2 separate regions of the Mus musculus genome follow, and region 1 is linked to region 2. A link is a contact called in public ChIA-PET data. All regions are on one chromosome and are shown on one strand. The core of a region is the stretch at or near the end of the contact, and the rest is flanking DNA. Distances in the headings are between cores, read along the strand shown.

Region 1 (5,888 bases), core at 966-3,465, 270 kb before region 2:
AAGTTGCCAAACTGAGTGCTGCTCCCCACATGGTTAACGCTTAAGCCTTCTTTGGGTCATATGGTGCTTCTTCAGGGAAGGCTTCCCTGAGCCCCCAATTCAAATTATTCTCTTTCCTCATCTTTTTCCCCCTTGAACTCATCAGAGTTTATAAATTTGATGTTGCCATTTCCTTCAGAGTATTGTTCTAAAAACTACTCTGGGGCTAGGACTCAGAGGAGAGGCAGAGTCTGTGCTTAGCAAGACTCTTACTAAGGCTGGACTGATTTCCCCCACTGCAAAAACAAACCACCAACCTGCAGCACACACACACACACACACACACACAGAGAGAGAGAGAGAGAGAGAGAGAGAGAGAGAGAGCTGGCTCACACATAGAGCCCTTCTTAGGGCCTCTGCCATTGTAATATTAACTAAATCCTCACTGAGCCTAAGAGTGATGGTTATCCCAGCATTCAAGAGGCTGAGGCAGGAAGATCTAGATAGGCCAGTCAGGAAGACATAGTTAAACTGTATATACAAAGAATAAAACAAAAAACTGCCACCTCCCTTTGCCTCAGATTCAACTCTCTTTCTTTTCCTCTTCCCTGTTAGTATCTGGTTCTTTGTAACACACTCCGTGTTTACTAGACCCTGTCCTTACTGTCTTCCCACATGTTAGAAGGAAAGCTGTACAAGGACAGTTAGTTTTCATTGCTCGCCACATGGAAAACATGTATTTGTTGACAAATATTTTCTTATTTCTGGACTTTGTCTCTAGGTCAAGATCTCCCACACTAAAGTGGAGGTATCTTTCTGGTTGACACAGTATCTCCAAAACCTAGTTCTGTCATGGCGCATACTACAAATACTCAGAAAAAAAAATGTTTTCAGTTAGGCATGGTTGCCTGAAGTCCCAACTACGGGGGAGGTTTAAGACCGGAGCTTGGTGGCCAACCTGGTTAAAAGTGGAGATGGGGGGAGGGGTAATGAACCAAAGCCATCTTCAGTGGAGCTGTAGAAATGGTCCAAAAAAAAAAAAAAAAAAAAAAAAGCACCAGGCTCCTTTCTCTTTCCCACTGTAATGTACCTGTCAGTTTAGCAAATAGACTTCTGAAGTCCCACTCAGCACCCATCAGGCCAAGCACATTGTGTGCTCAGCCGGTGTACACCTGACACAATCACACTCTAGCTCCTACACGAGCACAGGCCACGGGCAAACCCTGGTCCAAACCCATTTTACCCACCCGAATCCCACTCTCCTAAAGCAGAAACTATCTAGGCTTGTCCTGGCTACAAAGCATGCTCCCTGGGTGGGCCTGTAGGTTGTTTCAACCCTGGACTTTTAATGTCACCTCTGGTCTGCTCGTAAAAATAGTTAAAAAAAAAAAAAAATACCTGACCACCTCCAATAATCTTAGGTTCTCAAGAGCAGGCATACCTAAGGTCATACGGACCCCTCCCCCTCACAAAAGCTGCTTCAAGGCCAGGAGGCCATCTGTCCAGCAGACGCTCTCCTGTCCTCCCCCTCCCCGGGTCACACGGAGCCTTTCCCCACTAGCCCCTCGGTTGGCAGGAAGAGACCCCGCAGAGAAATCAGTTCAAGCCTGATCAACAGGCCTGGTCACCCCCCCCTAAGCACCCCAACTCTGGAGGAGGAAGACTTGTCTGCCCCGGGAGAAGGAACCCCCGGGGTCAGAACTTGGGCGAGGCTGAGGGGGAGACTGAGGGGCGCCGAGGAGGGCCGATGTTCTAAGTGTCTGCCCAGTGACGGCGCCAGGTCCTCGCGCGGCGGGGACCGTGGAGCTGACAGGGCGTCCCAGCCTGGTGAAGTGCACCGTTATCCCTGCCTGGGCCGGGGGCTCGGCGGGCGGCCGCCTGTCGCGCGCGGGACGACAGCGGAGTGCCCGGGCCGCCCCGATCGGCGGGCGGCGGCGGCGGAAGGGGTCCGGGCCGGGGGCGGGGTAGGGTGGTGGCCAGGGCCCGCCTGGCGGCGATCGGGGGAAGTGGCTGCCGCCTGGGGCGGCGGGCAGGGTCCACCAGGCTGCAGGGCCGGGCCGCGGCGCGGGCAGAGCCCGCTCCTCTCAGACTCCCCTGCCCGAGCTGGAGCGGCCCGGATGGTGGCCTCGCCCCGTCCAGGCGGCGGGGGGCGCTTACCTGGCGGCGGCGGCGGCGGCGGCAGCGACAGGCCCCGGGCTCGGCCGCGCGCGTCCCCAGCGCCGGCTGCGGGAGCCACAACATGGCGACGGCGGTGGCGGGCGGGGCTGCGGCTCCGGGGGCGGAGCGGGGGCGGGAGCCGGGCTGGCGGCGGGACCTGGCTGAGGCCGCGGGTGGGAAGGGCGGGCGGAAGGCGACTCGGGCCTGGGCACCGGCCAGGGCGGTGCGGCTATAGAGCTGCCCCGGCCCGGCCCGGCCCGGCCTGGCCTGGCCCGGCCCCGCGCCTTCCGCCTCCCTCCCGCCTCAGGCTGGTGCGACCCTGGCTACGCTGACTCCGGGGAGGGGCGGGGCGAGGACGGCGCAGGCAGGACCGGGACTCCGACCTGGGCTGGCTCCCGCCGCCCTTGGCGCGGCCTCTCCCGGCCACCTGGGCCCGGGAAGCTCGGACGCGCCTCTGAGGCCTCGGTGCGGCCCAGGCCGCCTGCCGGAGGGACGCGTTGTACCTTCGCGGCTATGGGCCGACCGGACGCCGAGCGCCTCAAGAGCTCGGAAGAAGTCGTCTTCGCGGAGAGCTGGGCGAGTCGGGCCTAGGCAGCACTGCTAAGTGAAAGGAAGCAGGAGGGCAGTGGGCCTGGGCACTCAGGTGCGCCTTAAATGGCTACTCGTCGCAGGATGGAAGGACATGCTTGCGGGCGCGGGGCGCTCAGACGTGTTACCTCTGGGGGAGCCAAGGGACGCTCGGAGAGTGGAATGGAGGTGGAGGGGTTGGGGTGGAGGGAGCTGATAACCTCTCAGGGTGGACTGGCAATTCGCAGGCTCACCAGGGAGGCTGTGACTCCAGGGCAAGAACTCGGAGAGGCGGCCGACAAAAAAATTACCAAGTTGACCCGCAGGACTTTCCAAGAACCTGGAGTCCCTTGGGGACGCGATAGTAAGGCAGCAGGGTCGGACGGTGGGAACTGGCAGGCCAGTTCTGGTGCCAGGCAGGATTGCTAAGCATGAGCAAATTCCTCCCGAAGAAACCAGGAAAAAGCCCACACTTGGCAAAAGGGCCAGAGCTGACATTCAGCTGAGTCTGCTGTGTGCCAGGACCCGACAGAACCCAACACCTGCATGAGGAGTGCGGTAGTGATGAAGGAGTGAAGGCAGTTACGAGAAATTATTCTTTCCAGAAGTTTGGCAGGGAGAGGAAGGGAAAACTAGCCTCCATCTTAAGAAGGAGTAAAAAGAAAGGTTTGTTTCATTTGTTCCAGTTTGAGAGAGAGCGAGAGCTCAAGGAGCCAAAGACAGAGTCATTTATAGTTTATATCCCAGAAAGATGGGAAATGGGGAAGAGGAAGTCCAAGGAAAAGGCGTGTTGTCCAACAAGATTCGAAAGATGAATAAAGATAGAAATATTTGTCCCGTGCGGTAGTGCATGTGTGTAATCCCAGCTCTTGGGAGAATGAGGCAAGATGATTTTGAGTTCAAGAGCAGCTGGGGTTACACATTGAAAGACCGCCTTAAAAGCCAAGAAAGAAAGGATCTTGTTTATTTGAGGCAGGTTTTCTCTATGTGTAGCTCTGGCTGTCCTAGGACTTGCTCTGTAGACCAAATTACCTTCCAACTCCAGAGACCCACTACCTCTGCTTTGTGGCGCTGGGATAGAAGGTATGCACCACTATGCCTGGCAGGACTTTTTATTTATTGTAAGTTAGGGAGGCATGCAATTTTCCACAGATGAGCTACCAGGATAATCCTAGATGGTATCCATAAACAGCTAAATTCTCTGTCTTTAATCTCTGGCTACAGTTGGTTCAAAACCCCATACTATGGTGGCATGAATCCCTGTAATCTCGGCATTCTACTCCTGAAGGTGGGATAATCAGGATTTTAACGCTCATCTTGGTTTTATGTATATATCCACCTTGAGACCAGCTTGAGCTACAGGAGACCTTGTCCCACCGCCGCCTCCCCAAAACACAAGAACAAAACCTGTACCACTTAATAGAGAAAATGGCATACTCAGCAAATCTGATATCTGTAGAAGTTTCTGAGGTACTTTCCCCCCCTAAATGTCTGTAGTCCCAACTTGTTTGTTTTGTGTGCATTCCTGTGTGTGAGTGGCGGTCAGACTCAGGAGTCAGTGTTCTGCTTCTGCCATGTGAGTCCCAGAGATTGAACTTGGGTCATAAGGCTTGGCAGCAAGAGTCCTTGTGCACTAAGCCATTGTACCAGCACTATCCCTAAACCTCTTGTTGAAAGAAACAAAACAACAAAAAGCCCTTTCCTTTTCAGAAAATTTGTCTCCATTCCCTGGTTATCACTCCGTTTATCCCTCCTCCGCCCAAATAATGTGCTACACCTGTGAACAAAATGCCCCAAATTAAAACGTGTTAAATTAGTTTATTTGTAGCCATTAAACCATGGTGAGGGGCTGGAGAGCTGGCTCAGTGGTTAAGAGTGTAGGCTGCTCTTGCAGAGGACCTGAGTTTGATTCCCAGCACTCACATCAAGCAGCCTGCTTCTGACCTTTATGGGCACTGGTGTTTGTGTGCATGTATATACACACGTGTAATTAATCTTACCCAGGCAACGGTGGCCCATGCCTTTAATTCCAGCACCCAAGAGGCAGGTGGATTTCTGAGTTGGTCTACAGAGTGAGTTCCAGGAGAGCCAGGGCTACACAGAGAAACTCTATCTTGAAAAAAAGCTCCTAGGTCTTTAAAATAAATGAGTAAAGACCATGTTGAGGGATAATGAGCTGGCTCAGGGGGTGAAAGTGAGTACAAATGTGAGTAGAGAATGAAGATTTGTAATCTAACCATCCTATGGGGAGGTGAGAAGCAAAGAAAAGAGAATCCTTGAAAGCTCAGGGGCCAACTTCCCTGGCAAACATAGCAGAAAACCTGCAAGAGATCCCATCTCAAATGTGGAAGGAAGGCTAGGAAACAGTACCTGAGGTTGTCCTCTGACCCCCACATGCATGACACACTACAAACTTGCCCACATTGTCACACACCATACACACGGGGATTTATCCAGTTATGTACATACAGATATTACAAATGCACATTAACTGTAAGTGTGTGTATTTGTGAGGCTTCAAAGAATTCAGATTTAGAAAAGGGTGTTGGAATTAGATCCTTGAAGTGTATATAGGACTTTAATATTCAAAAATGGCCAAGGTAAGGAGACTGTCCCAGGTAAAGGGGACAGGTAGTACAAAGACTCAGAATACCCAAGAGGACTGTTTGGCCAGAGCCCAGGACTCCTGTAGAACAGTAGGAGAGCCTGTCTGAAACCTCATTGGGGGTGTGGCACTGAAGCGCAAGTGAGTCAGGCTGAACTCTAAACCTCACAGACCTGCACGAACCACGGGACCTTGAACTGTTCGGGCAATACAGTTTGAAGTGGATTTTCCCATTATCTCTTAAAGAGGTTGTAGGCTTCGGCCCTTTCTTCCTAATAGTTGGGCATTTGGTTGATTCAGAACAATAAGGCCGGGAGAGCAATGTATTCCAGCTGTTTATACAATGAAAATTGGGCATTGCTTCTCTGATTTTTTTTTTTTTTTTTTGGTTTTTCGAGACAGGTTTCTCTGTATAGTCTTGGCTGTCCTGGAACTCACTTTGTAGACCAGGCTGGCCTCGAACTCAGAAATCCGCCTGTCTCTGCCTCCCAAGTGCTGGGATTAAAGGCGTGTGCCACCACCGCCTGGCGCTTCTCTGATTATTAACTACAATTTTTTTCACTAGACTATAGAATTTTGT
Region 2 (5,423 bases), core at 2,669-5,168:
CCTTCTGAACTCTGTCTCCAGGCTCTTGCGGCAAGGGCTTTACTGGCAAAGTCATGTTGCTGGCTTGAGGTTGGATTTTTCTTTCTTCTTTTTTGAGATAAGCTCTCACTGTCTCCCGACTGGTCAGGAACTCAGTCTGTAGACTAGGCTGGGCTCAAACTCAGATATCCTCCTGCCCCTGTCTCCCAGGTGCTGGGATTAAAGGTATGTGTCACCGCCTCACTTGACTGTCACTGAACTACAGCACCCAGGACCTACCTGCTGCATCACTTCTTGGTTTTGCTTCTGATGTCTGCACAATTGCCTGGCTCCATCTGTTGGTGTGATGTGGGGGAGATGGGAAGGGGCTTGGAGATGCTTATTTCTAAGTACTTGTTGTAAAGTATTGGTTTAGTCTAGATGTCAGTGAATCCTGGAAGGGGACCATCTAACTTGGCTTCCAAATCTCCCACTAAGCATGATGGTGCACACCTGTAATTCTAGCATGAGTCAGGCTGGCCTCCAAACCGACCAACCTCTGAAAGACTTTATAAACATTTAGGCTCCCGATGCCTGTAGGCAGGATCACAGGCTCCAGGGAAGGCTTTCCTGTGCTGGTCACAAACCTGAGCCTGCGTTTTACAGGGAAGAAACTGCAAGCTCCCACCCTTTTCTTCTTAGAAATTTCAAACCTCAGAACGGTTGAAGGAAGAAGACACCCATGAGCCCTTCCCATGGATTCTCTGGAATTTAAATTGTGTTTCCTACACCCCGACCCTCTAGCTCACATGCGCATCCTTGGGTGGGGGGGATGGAGCTAGTATGTAGAGGTGGTCCCCTACTACCCTGGAGCCTTTAGCGGCGTGTTCGTCCTTGTTGGGGCTGTCTTTTGTGCTTTCTGGCTTTCTGATGAATTCTGTGTCAGGTTTAATTTGTAGTTTGCTCTGTTCAGGCCTAGAGTGAAGATCTCTCCAAGCTGCCCTAACTTCATTTAGAAACCAAGGTCTAGCTGTCCTCCTTGCCCCGTTGACATTTTTAGGTCTTCTAGGCAGACACAGTAGGTCTTCACTTTGAATGGCTGAATACTGTGTCATATCGAGGAACTTTTGTTTAATCTTTAAAAACAAAGCAAAGCAAAACCAAACCAAACAAAACAAAAACCAAAACCAAAACCGATGGATGGAGTTGGAGAGTGGCACAGTGGTTAAAATCCCTGGCTGCTTTTCCAAGGCAACCAGCTTCAATTGTCAGCACCCACGTGGAGGCGCACAGCTGTCTGTAACTGAAATCCCAGGGACTCCGATGCCTACGCAGGCGTACAGGCAGACAAAGCACTTACACACATAAAATAACAAATCTCAAATTTTTACTTAAAATGTCTGCACCAGCTTCTTTAAAATGTGCTGCTCTGCCAATGTAGGCGTTTTCTGAGAGTAAACTGGAAGTGCATGGGCGACAGAAGTTGTCTGTCACGGTCAGTCTTCAGTTGTCTTTGCTGAGGACCACCCCCACTCACACCCCGCCCACTTCCCTGCCACCCTGTGGAGGCCCATCTTCTCCCCATGGTTACTTTTCTTAGCTTTGATGTCCCTGATGCCCATTAACATCCCTGTCTTTTTCCTAATCTTCCCAGGGTCTCCAAAAAGCCTAGGGAAATGAAAGGCAAGAAAAGCAAAAAGATTTCTCTGAAGTACACAGCAGCGAGGCTGCATGAGAAGGGCGTCCTTCTGGAGATTGAAGACCTTCAGGCAAACCAGTGAGTGTTTGCTTTGTATGTTACGTAATGTTTCTGTGTGTGTGTGAGAGAGAGAGTGTGAGTGTGTGTGTGTGAGAGAGAGACAGAGACAGAGACAGAGAGACAGAGAGTGTGTGTGTGTGTGTGAGAGAGAGAGAAAGAGAGAGAGAGTGTGTGTGAGAGAGAGAGTGTGTGTGTGTGTGTGTGTGAGAGAGAGAGAGAGAGAGAGAGAGAGAGAGAGAGAAAATGAAGCCAGGTGACCAGTGTCAAGTGCTCTTTTCCTCTTCACACTCCACCTTATCGTGTGTGCACACATGTGCTAGTGTCTGTGTGTAAGTGTGCCATTGTTGGGCGTGCTGTTCCTCTTCCCACTGCGTTGTTTTTGGGGCGAGGCCTTTCACTGAACCTGGAGCTCATCTGTTCTGCTAGGCTGGCTGGCCAGCGAGCTCCTGGGGTCTGCCAGTGCTCACCCCCCTCACTCCCTGCTGTGGTTGCAGGCTTGCGCTGCTGTGCCCAGATGTTTACATGGATGTTGGGCATCTGATCTGAGGTCCTCATGCTTGAGCAGAGTGGACTTCACCTGCGGAGCCATGGCCTCTCATATGTCCATTCTGACTTTGTTCTAGAAGCTGGTTTTAAAATTTGAATTTATCACATCATTATCTCATTTTTCTTATTTCTCTTTCTAGGTGGCTCTTTTATGTATTTTATACATTTATATATAAATGTTTTTTAATGTGCAGAGTGACATTTTACAAAGTTCTGAGTGCTGGGATTAAAGGCACGCGCCACCACCACCCAGCTGAAAATGTCTTTTTTTTTTTAAGGATTTATTTATTTATTATATGTAAGTACACTGTAGCTATCTTCAAACACACCAGAAGAGGGCATCAGATCACATTACAGATGGTGTGAGCCACCATGTGGTTGCTGGAATTTGAACTCAGGATCTTCGGAAGAGCAGTCTCAGTGCTCTTAACCGCTGAGCCATCTCTCCAGCCCTGAAAATGTCTTTTTTAAAATTGCGTCTATTTTATATGTGTGCACCCGCATACACCATGATTGATATATCCGTGGAGCTGGGTGCAGGAGTTGGTTATCTCTCTCTGCCTCATGGGTCCCAGGGATAGAACTCGGGTTATCAGGTTTGAGGACAGGAGCCTTTATTCCCCAAGACTTTGCCACCTGAGAATGAATTTCTTTTCCTCCGTTATGGGCAATAGACATTATATCTATTATTAAAAATGTCTCTTTTATAATAATTACAAATTTCCTTTGTTGGCCTGGTTTAGAACTAACTCACTCTCTCTCTCTCTCTCTTTCTCTCTCTCTCTTTTGTTTTGTTTTTCAAGACAGGGTTTCTCTGTGTAGCCCTGGCTGTCCTGGAGCTCACTCTGTAGACCAGGCTGGCCTCGAACTCAGAGATCTGCCTGCCTCTGCCTTCCAAGTGTTGGGATTAAAGGCCTGTGCCACCACGCCTGGCTTAAAACTCTTAATTATACTTTTTGACTATGTTATTGTAACTGTGATAACACTTATATGTCAGCCAGTGCTTGCATTAGATTGAATGAGGGCCACCTTTTTTTTTTTTTTTTTTTTGAGATAGTGCCTGGCTCTGCTGCCTAGGTTGATGTGGCCTCAACTTATCTCCCCCCTCAGTCTTCTGCACAGCTAGGGCTACAGGCACACAGCATCACGCTCAGCTTTTGGTTTGTGGTGGTGGTGATGAGGCCTCACTGTGTAGCCCAAGCTGACCTTCAACTCATATCCTCTTCCCTGAACCTTCTCTGTGCTAGGATTACAGGCATACACTGCCACTCTGGGCCATGATTGCTTTTTAAAATAGTAAATGCCTACGGTTGAATTTCTAATCCAAGAGTGGTTTTTAAAGCCTCCGGCAGCCACCACGCTCTTTATGGGCCTTGCATCTGACTGCATTAGTTACCTCACATAAGTGAAGCTGTGGACTTTTTATCTATTGTCACTGGCTTGGCCATTCACTTAACATAATGTCCTAGAGATTTAACCACATGACAGGATTTCCTTCATTTTTAAGGCTGAATAATATTCTATTGTCTGTGTGTACCACATTTTGTTCAGCCCTTCATGCATTGATGGGCAGGTGCTGTTTCCGACTCGAAGCTATTGTGAGCAGTGCCGCACCAAACAGGTGCGGACCTCTCCCTGCGTGCCTGCTTTCTTCCTGTGTGTACCCACAAGTGGGGTGGAGGGAGGGCCACATGGTAACTCACGTTCTGGCTGTACGTGCTCTGCAGTACTGTTTGTCATTGTGGTTGCAAATCATTCTGATATATTGTTGCCATAGTGGTTGCAAATCGGGCTGATACCTTGTTGCCATAGTTCCAGCAGGACTGGTGAATGTGGGTAAGAGCCCAAGCTACTGCTCCCTGCCAGCCATGATCGTATAAAATACCTCCGTAAGGGCTGGAGAGATGCTCAGTGGCTAAGAGCACCCCGGCCAGAAAGCTGACAATCATCTGTAACTCCAGCTCCGGGGGTCCGATGCCTGATTCTGGCCTCCATATAAATACATGCTCACACACGCAGACTACACACACACACACACACACACACACACACACGCACACACACGCACTCTTTTTTTTTTTTTAAGTTTATGTTTCTTAGATTTCTGATTGAGGGGTTGTGTTTTTAGCAGGTTTGATTTTGGTGTGATTTGAGTATGGCTTGTGATTCCCCCCCCCCCCCCCCCCCCCCCCCCCCCGCCAACCCCCGGTCAGTTTTTCGACTGATTCTGTTGTGGTGTTTGGTTTTTGTGTGGTTGTTCTGACATTTGCAGTCCCCCAGTCTCTGACCTAGATTCTTCCCGTCTGTCTGTCATCATTTCCCACTAATCTTCCTGTGCCCCTCTGTTTGCATCTCTTCTCTCTCATTTGCTGCTATGGGCATAGACACTAAAAGACTTACCAAGTGCATTCACACTAATTACTGCACAAAGCAATTATCCGTAGGAAGGAGGCGTTCCAAGCAGGTAAGGTGAAACCACCCCGTTTCTGAGCACGGATGCTGTGAGCGCTCCTTTATCCCCTTGGAGACCTCTTGGGCACCCTTACTGGTTCTTCACTGTCTGTAGTGGGCCACAGCTCTACGGAGCTCTGCAGATGTGGAGTGATTGCTCTGTTCTCCTGGGGAGCAGCATAATCGTACTTATTGCTGGTGCTGTGTGGTTTCCTGCCTAGGGCCGTGTGTACTCATCCTTAAGTACATACATTCTCAGTCCAGTAAAGCAACCTTGCTGACCCCTCTGCTTCCTCACTCATCTCTCACAATCCTCAAACACCCTCCCCTTCCCCAAGAACTGGGTTTCTCTGTGTAGCCCTGGGTATCCTGGAACTCACTCTGTAGACCAGGCTGGTCTCAAGACTCAGGTATCTCCCTGCCTCTGCCTCCCGAGTGCTGGGATGGCAGGTGTGCGCCACCACACCCTGCTCCTTTTCTCACTGACTTTTGACTGTTGCTTCAGGGCGGGGCCATCTGGTCTCACCATTTCAGGCTTTGGTGGCCTTCTCATGGGCCGTCTTGGAACAAATTGCAAGTGCTTCAGGGAGGGGTGACCATTTCTCTCTCCAGGTGTCAAAGCAGACACCACAGCAGGATGCTTTTGCCAATGGCGCTGCCGCTCCAGGCGAACTTAGGTCCAGAATCTACCCCTAGTGCCCCCTCCCCC

What was found. ChIA-PET counts read pairs in DNA pulled down with a chosen protein or histone mark.
Region 1: a contact with region 2 is called in an RNA polymerase II ChIA-PET map of effector CD8 T cells, with 4 times the contacts expected there. The contact joins the promoter of Zfp592 here to the enhancer-like site in region 2. A contact is called at or near these places in 1 of 39 promoter capture datasets (pre-B cells), 3 of 115 datasets of contacts at active chromatin or transcription factors (acute myeloid leukemia, effector CD8 T cells and fetal liver) and 1 of 9 other capture datasets (adipose tissue).

What each region holds. Positions count from the first base shown.
Region 1 is chr7:80,990,011-80,995,898 of GRCm38.p6, reverse strand. It overlaps Zfp592 (zinc finger protein 592), which reads right to left and starts at 2,215. Exons shown (of 10, transcript NM_178707.4): 1 at 2,137-2,215.
Region 2 is chr7:80,717,181-80,722,603 of GRCm38.p6, reverse strand. It overlaps Iqgap1 (IQ motif containing GTPase activating protein 1), which reads left to right. Exons shown (of 38, transcript NM_016721.2): 36 at 1,613-1,735. Among named protein-coding and RNA genes, the nearest start is that of Crtc3, 31 kb to the right of the region's middle. Within about 2 kb of position 3,918, at least 31 of the 459 cell types and tissues checked have an H3K27ac peak or open chromatin away from gene starts, as enhancers often do. A contact at or near this core is called in effector CD8 T cells, where this site is marked.